Linked DNA regions of Sus scrofa: region 1 is linked to region 2. A link is a contact called in public HiChIP or PLAC-seq data. All regions are on one chromosome and are shown on one strand. The core of a region is the stretch at or near the end of the contact, and the rest is flanking DNA. Distances in the headings are between cores, read along the strand shown. Region 1 overlaps VGLL4 (transcription cofactor vestigial-like protein 4). Region 2 overlaps ATG7 (autophagy related 7).

Region 1 (4,580 bases), core at 333-2,832, 240 kb before region 2:
TCAAACCTGCACCACAGCAACAACAATGCTGGGTCCTTCGCCTGCTGTGCCTCAAGAGAACTCTGGTAGTTTTGGAGCTGGAGAAGGGCAGGCTCTGTCCTTGGTCTCAACCTACCAGCATCAAAAAGGGCACTCCTGGGGCGGGGGCGGAGGCGGCGGCTGCCTTTGGGTTGGGTTTTGAAAATGGAGATGACCGAATGGGTCCAGAGGAATTCTGAAGGCCTTCTCCTGGGGAGAAATGTGTTGGAAAGAAGCCAAGGAATGGAGAGTCTGCATGGGGGAGGGGTGCTAGTTGACCCCGCACCCTTTGATCCTTGAACTAGATCAGGGCCTCTGCGAGGATTCACACGGTCACATTCACACAGGTGGAAACAGTCCCAGAAAGTCAGGGAGCTGCCCCAAGATCACCGGCTGTTCCCTGTGGAGCAGTTATGCAAGGCTCACTGACCCGTGCTCCTTGGCCCTGTGTCCCATCTTTGATTTGCTGGTGGAAACTGTATGTGTGCTCACCTCTCGTGAACCGTGGGAGTAACAGTGGAGATGGTCTTTTGTCCCCATTGTCTCATCCTCTAAATGGGAGTTTGTCAAAGGATGGAACTCAACAGATAGTGTAGTAATAAATGGCCTGTTGAGGGCTGGGACTTCCCTGTGAGTTTTCCCTGATAATCACACAAATCCCTCCAGGTAGCTGAAGCAATAGAGGCTCGAGAGAGATGAGGATCACACCACTGATTCCAAAGCCCACCACATTCCTCTGCTCCAGGCTGGTGTGGTCAAGACATGGAAATAAGTTACAGGGCCACACTCTGCCCACATGCCAGAATTACAGAAAGGAGCCAGTTGTGAGATGTCCACTCCAGAGATTCAGTGTTAGGGGAAGTCAAAGGAGGGAAGGTTTAATTTTCTAATCTCTCCTTCCGCTCCCCAAATACTCTCTTTTTTCCCTCCTCCAACAGTCAGTGACTGATTCTAAGGTTCAGTGCTTTCAGGGCCCCTGGCCTAGTCAGTATCCTGTCAATGAAAGAATGTGTAGAAAATGCAGATTCTAGCCTCTTACCTTAGATATTTAACCTACTTCATGCCAAAGGACTGGAAGAGAGCGTTTCTTTGGCTATTTTTACCCACTTATATTTTGAAGAGGTGAGACCATCTCCTGCACTCCCCACCTGCTTAATTCCTCTACTTCATGGCTGCTGGATCCCCTAGGAGGTGGCATTCCTATTGAAGAAGTTAGTGCAGGCTCGTTGCTTTGCCTCATTCAGCAAGTCCTTCTAAGCATTTATAAACTCTACTAGAAAGAAAGTTGAGCCTCCAGCAAAGTGCCTGATTCCAATACCATCTGCAAACACTTTGCTTTCATAATTCTACTCTTTCTTATTAACAGTAACATGTTGCAAAAGTAGATTTGTGTGTAAACACAGCAAAGAATTTCTGGCAGGCTTAGAAAGTCTTTTCCACTAAGGAGGGTTCTCTGCCCTTGACATCCAAGGTTCTTAAAATGCTCTTATCTCCTTGGAGTTCACGATCACGTGTCAGTGCTGGGGCCTCAGACGGACATGTAAGGATGTGTGACTCATTGTACCCATGTCCCAATATCCAGGCAGACACAGTACAGTAAAAGCAGGGCTTGTTCTTTGAGACTCAGATTCCCTGATTTACTCTGTACCCCCTGAAGCTCTGATCAGAGCTGCAGGCTGTGGCCTTAGAAGACCTAGAACAGAAGCTGATGTGCTTCCTAGGTCTGCTTCAGGAAACCAAGGATGCAAAGAGGTGTTCAATCTTTATGAATCCCGATTATGACTTAAGAATCCACAACACAACCTAACACTGAGATTTGTGCATCTTCAATTTAATTATGTTGCCATTAGGTACCTAAATTTTTTTTTAAGATGAGATGCTATATATCCATAGATGATATGTTTAGTAAATTACTTTGAGTCCTCTTACTTTGTGATCATTTCACCCAGGTTAGTACTACATAATCTATGAAGAAACAGTTTAGTTATAAAGTGAATTCAGTAGGGTGAGATTGCATAGACTTTTTTTTTTTTGACCCATAGCACGACACAGTTATTTTAAATGATACAGAACTTGATAATTTAATGAATAGCAACATATGGATGTGAATATAACTTTTTAAATTTATTTTATTTTTTTGTCTTTTTGCCTTTTCTAAGGCCGCTCCTGCGGCATATGGAGGTTCCCAGGCTAGGGGTCTAATTGGAGCTGTAGCTGCTGGCCTATGCCAGAGCCATAGCAATGCGGGATCCAAGCTGCGTCTGCAACCTACACCACAGCTCATGGCAACACCGGTTCCTTAACCCACTGAGCAAGGCCAGGGATCAAACCCACAACCTTATGGTTCCTAGTCGGATTCATTAACCACTGAGCCACGATGGGAACTCCGAATATAACAATTTTTAACTTACTTTAAAATATTGTTAGTGCTTTTCAATATCAGATTAACCTTTCTCTTTAGTTTACTAAAATATCTTAATGTGTGTCTATAGAAAGGAAATTGGGGATTGTAGACATCTTACCATTTCTTTGGGATTACTTTTTTACCCCATTTCCTCTTGCCTTCAGAGAATTACAGATGTTTAAAACCATTAGGGATTGTTTACACTGGCAGCATTGGCACTGTCTGGGTGCAATCTGGGTGAGACCCTCATCTGTCTCTGAGACCTTCCCATTTACCAGTGCTTTTCAGAGAGATCCCTGGTCTCTCGTCCTTGTGCTGAGGCACAACTTGAGTCTCTACACTTTTCCTGGTACTGAGTCAAGAAGTCCACTTGCTCTCTATGCCAGCCCATTGGTCTGCTCCCCTCCTGGGAGCAGATGTGCTCTAATCCAGACATGGCTTCCAGACGTTAGATTGCTTCCACCTCAGCTCATCCCACTAGGTTAGGTTACTCAGGATAGACCAAGTGGTGGAAGCGATTTGGTCCCAAAGTGAAGCACTTTATTCTTTGCATAAGACCCATGTTTCAGCCGTGTCCTTGCCTCTTCCATCCTCTCCTTCCTTGCTTGTTAGTTAGCTTGGGCTGCTGGAACAGAGTACCCCAGGCTGGGGGGCCTGCACAGCAGACATCCACTCTCTCATGGTTCTGGAGGCTGGACTTCGAGATCAAGGTGCCATCAGGGTTGTGTTCTCCTGAGATGCCTCCCCTTTGCCTGTAGATATCCGTCTTCATGTTCACATGGTCTTTCCTCTGTGTGTGTTTGTGTGTGTCTGTGTGTGTCTGTGTCCGTGTCCTAATCTCTTATAAAAACACTGGTCTTGGGAGTTCCTGTCGTGGCTCAGCAGATTAAGACCTGACTAGTATCCATGGGGATGTGGGTTTGATCCCTGGCCTTGCTCAGTGGGTTAAGGATCCAGCCTTGCTGCAAGCTGTGGCATAGGTTGCAGATGTGGCCTGGATCTGGCATTGCTGTGGCTGTGGTGTAGACAAGCAGCTGCAGCTACAATTCAACTCCTATCTTGGGAACTTCCATATGCCATGAGTGCAAACATAAAAAGAAAAAGAAAAAAAAAAAAAAGAACACTCCTCTTATTGTATTGGGGCCCACCCATTTGACCCTATCTCACATACAGTCACATTCTGAGTATTTGGGTTAAAACTGAAACACAGGAATTTGGGGGATACAGTTCAGCTCATAAGACTCCCTTCCTGCCCTCACCCTTTATCCCTTCATTCCTTTTGACTCTTTCTCCCATTTCCTGCCTTCAGTTGTCTTCCTCCCACTTCTTTTCCTTTAACTTGTGAAGCACTCCTGCACAGCTAGAAAGATTTTGAAAATTGGGAAATCTAAATGCCAGCTTTCTTCTTCCAGCCCTTCTCTTAATCAGCTTTGTGACTTGAGCTATTCACCCATCCTGAAACATTAATTTCCTTGGCTGTAGGATGGGAGTTATTCCTCCCCACTTTCCTTACAGGATTATAGTCAACCCAGAATAACTTCTCATATTTTTAAATGCTTTTAAGGTAAAATAGACTAATACAAGAAACAAGAAGGCTCTGACAAAGTGAATGTCTATGGATTGTTTGGAGTAGTTGAAATTCTAATTAAAATGGTATATTTTCAACTCTCCAAGTTTTACTCTGATGTTGTTAGCCTTAATTATTATTAGCAGTCACACAGGTTGTGGTTTTTTTTCTTTTTCTTCCTCTCTTTTTCTCAACAGTCTCACTGTTGCTCTAAAGAAAAGACGAGTGCTACTCCAGCCAAGCTCAGTCAGAGGTCTAGCATAGACCCCACTCTCACCCCTGATTGACTGGACAAGTGTGACCTTTGGCTGAGGTTCAGCTCAAAACATACGCTTGGGCTCTGCAAGTTTAGAGCCATGAGTCTCAAGTGATAGTGGGAAAGGTACTTTGTGTTGCACCCCAAGGGGGGATGGGAAAGGGGGCTCATTACAGAGTCGTGGAGTCGCATGTCATCCTGGTACTGCTGGCAGACACTGCGTCACATCTTTTATCTCTGCAGGCTTGCCGGGGGTTCATCATGTTGTCTAACAGCCCTCCTTTTTAAAGAAAAAAGTTGAGCAGAGTGGGAATGGGGATAGCCACAAGTTGAAC
Region 2 (4,620 bases), core at 1,316-3,815:
CCTTTTGTCAAAGGAGCTAATGAACAAGTGGATGAAAGTGAAAGTCAGAGGTAAAAATTGGGATTCTAGTCAAATCTGTACGGTCACAAAGCTGCCGGTTCCCTCCCCGTGAGACCTCCAGAACAGGAGAGCCTCATCAGGTGAGCCAAACTCGTGGGGCACAAGTACCATCCTTCAACTGATAAAATTACGCCCAAATCCTCTTGGGACAAGAGATGCTACCTGAGATGCTACAGAACTCCGGATGGTGTGTGATTTACCCACTTCTTGTGCACGGAGGGAGGGGAACGCCCCTCTCTTTTAGGGCCTCGCACACGAGACCAGACAATGTCAGGCCTTGCACCCAGATTCCTCCTGGATTCAGAAGCCTCCCCACTGGAACCAGAGCCCACCACATCTGAGTGCCTGGGGGACATCCGCCTCCTTAGATGACTCCAAAGCAAGTGGAACCAGACACCTGGTGACAGGTGCCAGTCACCTAACCTCTCTGAACCGAATGGTGCTTGGCACAGAGTCAGTGTTTGGTATCACCTGCTGAAGGGATGGCTGGAGGGAGGGTGAACAGGTCACAAACCACAATGGCAAAACAGTGAGACAGCAGATATTGGAACTGTTTTTCCTGACATTTCTGGGGCCATCAATTTGAGGGTGATGGAATCGGAGGGGGAAGGAGGGTCCTTTTCTAGGGCTCTACCTCAGGAAATTGGCTCTTGTGGCTTGTCTTCTTAACCTCCTTCCTCAACAGTCAGTCCACCCACATCCCTAGAGGCACAAGAGATAAGCCTCTGGGCCCAATGGAAACCTTATTAAAGGCGAATGGCCTGAGGACTCCGGGGCAGAGCCTCTGCAGACAGGCCAAATAAAGAGCAGGCCAAGGCATGGCAAGAGACCATAGCTGCTGTTCCACGTGGAGAGTTCCTGGGCTGCTCCCTCCCCAGGTCCTGCCCCAGTTTGGGCTTTGTTCTATTCTTCCAAAAGTAACACAAATGAAGAACACAGGAGCCCGACAGAAGCAGGAGTTGGCAAGTCCCAACCACTAGGAGGAGCATGCGCATTCAAATCTTCATTCACTAGGACTTGAGGACCAAGAGTACATTCACCCAAAGACAGAAAAGGTGAACTACCTGGGGGAGATAAAAGCAGGACCACTAACCTCAAGACCGTGCTGTTTGGACAGCTACTAAATGGACGTGATTTGCATTCTCTGATGATCAGCAGCTCTACTGCCTGCTAATTTGTGCCCCATTCAGGGTCTCTCATCAGCCTGCACACCAACCTCCTGGAGATGCCAGGAGTGGCCTCTACAAAAAGCCAGAAAAGGGGTCTGGCTGGCCTCACAGAACTCAGCACCATCCCAGGAACCAGGAAAAGACCACTTACTTTCTTCCTTTTCTTTCTTCTTTCTGTCTGTCTGACTGTCAATAAAAGATCCCACTTGTTAGCAGCAGAGAAAAAAATAGCATGCTAAGATTTACAATGAAAAAGTATTCTCTACTTTTCTCTCAAGGTGTTCAGAGTGAGGAGAAGCTTGCCTCTGTGTGGGAAGGAGGTGATGATAAGTGGAACCATGAGGGGGGCAGCGGGGAGGCTCAATAACATTTCATTTTGATCTGTGTGCCAGGCAGGTGAATGGTGTTCATTTTGTGATAATCCAAGATATATACTTAATGATTTAAGTGTGATTTTCTGTGTTTTATATACAGATAAAAATGGCAAATTAAAGATATTCCCGAAGTTCCCGTCGTGGCGCAGTGGTTAACGAATCCGACTAGGAACCATGAGGTTGTGGGTTCGATCCCTGCCCTTGCTCAGTGGGTTAACGATCCGGCGTTGCCGTGAGCTGTGGTGTAGGTTGCAGATGAGGCTCGGCTAGGATCCAGCATTGCTGTGGCTCTGGCGTAGGCTGGTGGCTACAGCTCCGATTGACCCCTAGCCTGGGAACCTCCATATGCCGCAAGAGCGGCCCAAGAAAATGGCAAAAAGACAAAAAAAAAAAAGATATTCCCTTTATAGAGAGAAAGTGGCTTATACACATCACTGCCCACTTGCAGAATCCCATTCACGTACACTGGGCCAGAGACTTTTATAAAAAGAACAAACCTAGAGGCCTATTTTCTCACCTTCAAATGGTTTTTTCCCACAGTTTTCAAATTCGGTAACAGATTTTCTTTTCAGGCTGAGTATCACTGAATTTCAGGGCCTCATCAAGCCTGTTTCTGCATGTGCCAATCTCTGGATGGGCCAAATTCTGCCTATGGCCCCAAAGGAAGAAGAGCAACTAAGTCATCCTCAGGCCTCAGGCCTGATGCAGAGGAGAGCACAGGCTGAGGTCCTCTTCCCACATTACAAAAGGAGTTGCTGGTGGGGGTGGCATGTGACTCCCCGGCCAAGGACAAGCACTATTCTACCACGGCTCATTCTACAGGGGCCAAGTAATAAGCACTGTCCTTCGGGCAGGTGAGGAAAAAAAAAAAAAAAAGCCCAGGGAGCGTCACAGGCCCCTCTCTGGATACAAAGCACACAAAGGGGTTTACCAAGTTCCACTGCAGCAGGAAGTCATTTGTCAGGAGAGCCAGGAAGAGGAGGGGGGGAGGTGCTGAGTCTGCATTGCAACACAGCCCAGTGTTTTTGTGGAAACGACATCCTGCTAATCAAAACACAGTCGCATAAATGGACTCACTCCATTTCAGAAAAGAGAGAAATAAAAGAAATGTAAAGCCTATAAAAAGGTACCACACAACCCTGATTAATTTTAAAGTTCTTTCTCTGCTGTCGTTTTTAGAAAGTAGCTAAAAATAAAGGCTTGAAACTTGAAATAATGTAAGCAAGTAATCACACACACACTGGGCTTTTTCCATATATGGCTGCATTATTCTTCAGCCTTTGAAAAGGCCAAATGAAGAGATGGCCAACAACCAAAATAATCCTTCAGACACTTAACAACGAGGAGAAAGAACCAGAAGAGCGGGTGAATGACAAACAGTTGCAAGGCTCAATGGGGGTAAATAACATGACAGGGATTAGTTGCCATAGTACTTTAAAAACATGGGCACATGCATTTTGACACTGAACCCCTTCTATAAAGGGACTGATTTGCTCTCTGGCCTCAGCACTGAGAAAACTACAACTGCAGTAATTTAACATAAAAGACTTAAAGAAGGAAACCAGTGCAGGGGCATGACTGAAAATTTAATTAAGGCCCTTCTCTGTATGAAATCTGTAAAGGAGAGGAGGGCACATCTCAAGGGCAGAAGGAGGGAAGGAGATGAGAGACATGCAAAAAGGGGAAGAGGCAAGGGATTCAAATGAGCACATCAACTGCACAGGTTGGCTCTGGAGGACAGCTCCTGTGATGGAGGTTATGACAGTGTCTGCTGGGTCCTACTTGAAATGTCTCTGCAGAAGAGATTAACACATTCATTTCAAATAAATGACACACTGGAAAAGTCACATTTGTCTTGTGTTTCCTGGTTTACAAAAAGCCTCATCAAAGACAATTCTGGACGCAAGGCAAAGCACCGGCTTTTACTGATAGGACACTGAGGCTGAGGGAGGGTCAGTGACCTAACACAAGTCTATGATGGGCGGCTCAGGAGTAGCAATTCAAAGTCAGCTCTCCTGATATGCAGGCTGCACTATTTCCAGTCATAAAACCTCAGGAGAGCACTGGTCAGAGGGCCAGGTTTAGGTGTAGATGTCGGCATATTCACTACCTCTCTCTGTGACCATGGACAAGCAATCTCCCTTCTTCTGAGTCAGACCCTCAAGTGGAAAATGACAGGCCAGGCAAGGGGAGGCAGAGAGAGACAAATGTGATCTGTGACTCACCCAGCTCTGCACTCCTGTGCGAGTCTGTCCTCACGTGTCCCTGAATTGGACTCTTACTGCTTCCCTCCCAAGACAGCCTCCCTGCTATAGACTCAAACACACACAGAGCCCAGAGAAACCACTGCCAAGGAGCAAGACCAGGAACCCCCCAAAAGCACAGCAACAAAAACTGGTGAAGAGGAGCTTCCTGGTGGCTTAGCAGTTAAGGATTCAGCATTGTCACTGCTGTGGTCCAGGTTCAATTCCTGGCCCCAGAACTTCTACATGCTACAAGCACAACCAAAAACAAAACAAAACAAAACAAAAAAACAACCCCAGGAACCCTCCCTACCACCACCACCAAAGGGGAAACAAAACAAAACAAACAAAACAAACAAAACTAGTGAAAAAGCAACACAAATTTAAAATTTTCACTCCACCACTTTTTTTCTCTTTCAGTCTCTATGGGATGGACCTTCCTTATGATGCTTCAGATTCTTTTTCTGAAGATTCCCCTCTTTCTGGTGATGCTGTACACTTCTAATGGTCTTCCCAGGCATGGCCATTAAGGGTTCTGTTTGGCTAAGGAGTCAATGCTTAATAACAAAAAACAGCAACAAAAGTATCAGCATCATTTACTGACAGCTGTGACATACCTTTCTGCATATCATCTCTAACCCTGGCACTGACCACCTGAGATCCGTATTCTGGCCTCCACCTTACAGACAAGAAAACTGAGAGAAGTTTGGTGACTTGGCCAAGGAAGGGCATTTAATAACTGCAAGGCTAGGATTTATGCTGCCATCTGGCTGA

Evidence for each region. HiChIP or PLAC-seq counts read pairs in DNA pulled down with a chosen protein or histone mark.
Region 1: an H3K27ac HiChIP or PLAC-seq map of alveolar macrophages shows a contact between it and region 2. The contact joins two enhancer-like sites. A contact is called at or near these places in 1 of 47 Hi-C or Micro-C datasets (embryonic fibroblasts) and 2 of 2 datasets of contacts at active chromatin or transcription factors (alveolar macrophages and skeletal muscle).

What each region holds. Positions count from the first base shown.
Region 1 is chr13:67,743,838-67,748,417 of Sscrofa11.1, reverse strand. The region is part of intron 2 of VGLL4 (transcription cofactor vestigial-like protein 4); the gene reads left to right. Among named protein-coding and RNA genes, the nearest start is that of VGLL4, 130 kb to the left of the region's middle. Within about 2 kb of position 1,582, at least 10 of the 83 cell types and tissues checked have an H3K27ac peak or open chromatin away from gene starts, as enhancers often do. A contact at or near this core is called in alveolar macrophages, where this site is marked.
Region 2 is chr13:67,501,901-67,506,520 of Sscrofa11.1, reverse strand. All of the region lies in intron 17 of ATG7 (autophagy related 7), which reads right to left. Among named protein-coding and RNA genes, the nearest start is that of ATG7, 86 kb to the right of the region's middle. Within about 2 kb of position 2,565, at least 47 of the 83 cell types and tissues checked have an H3K27ac peak or open chromatin away from gene starts, as enhancers often do. A contact at or near this core is called in alveolar macrophages, where this site is marked.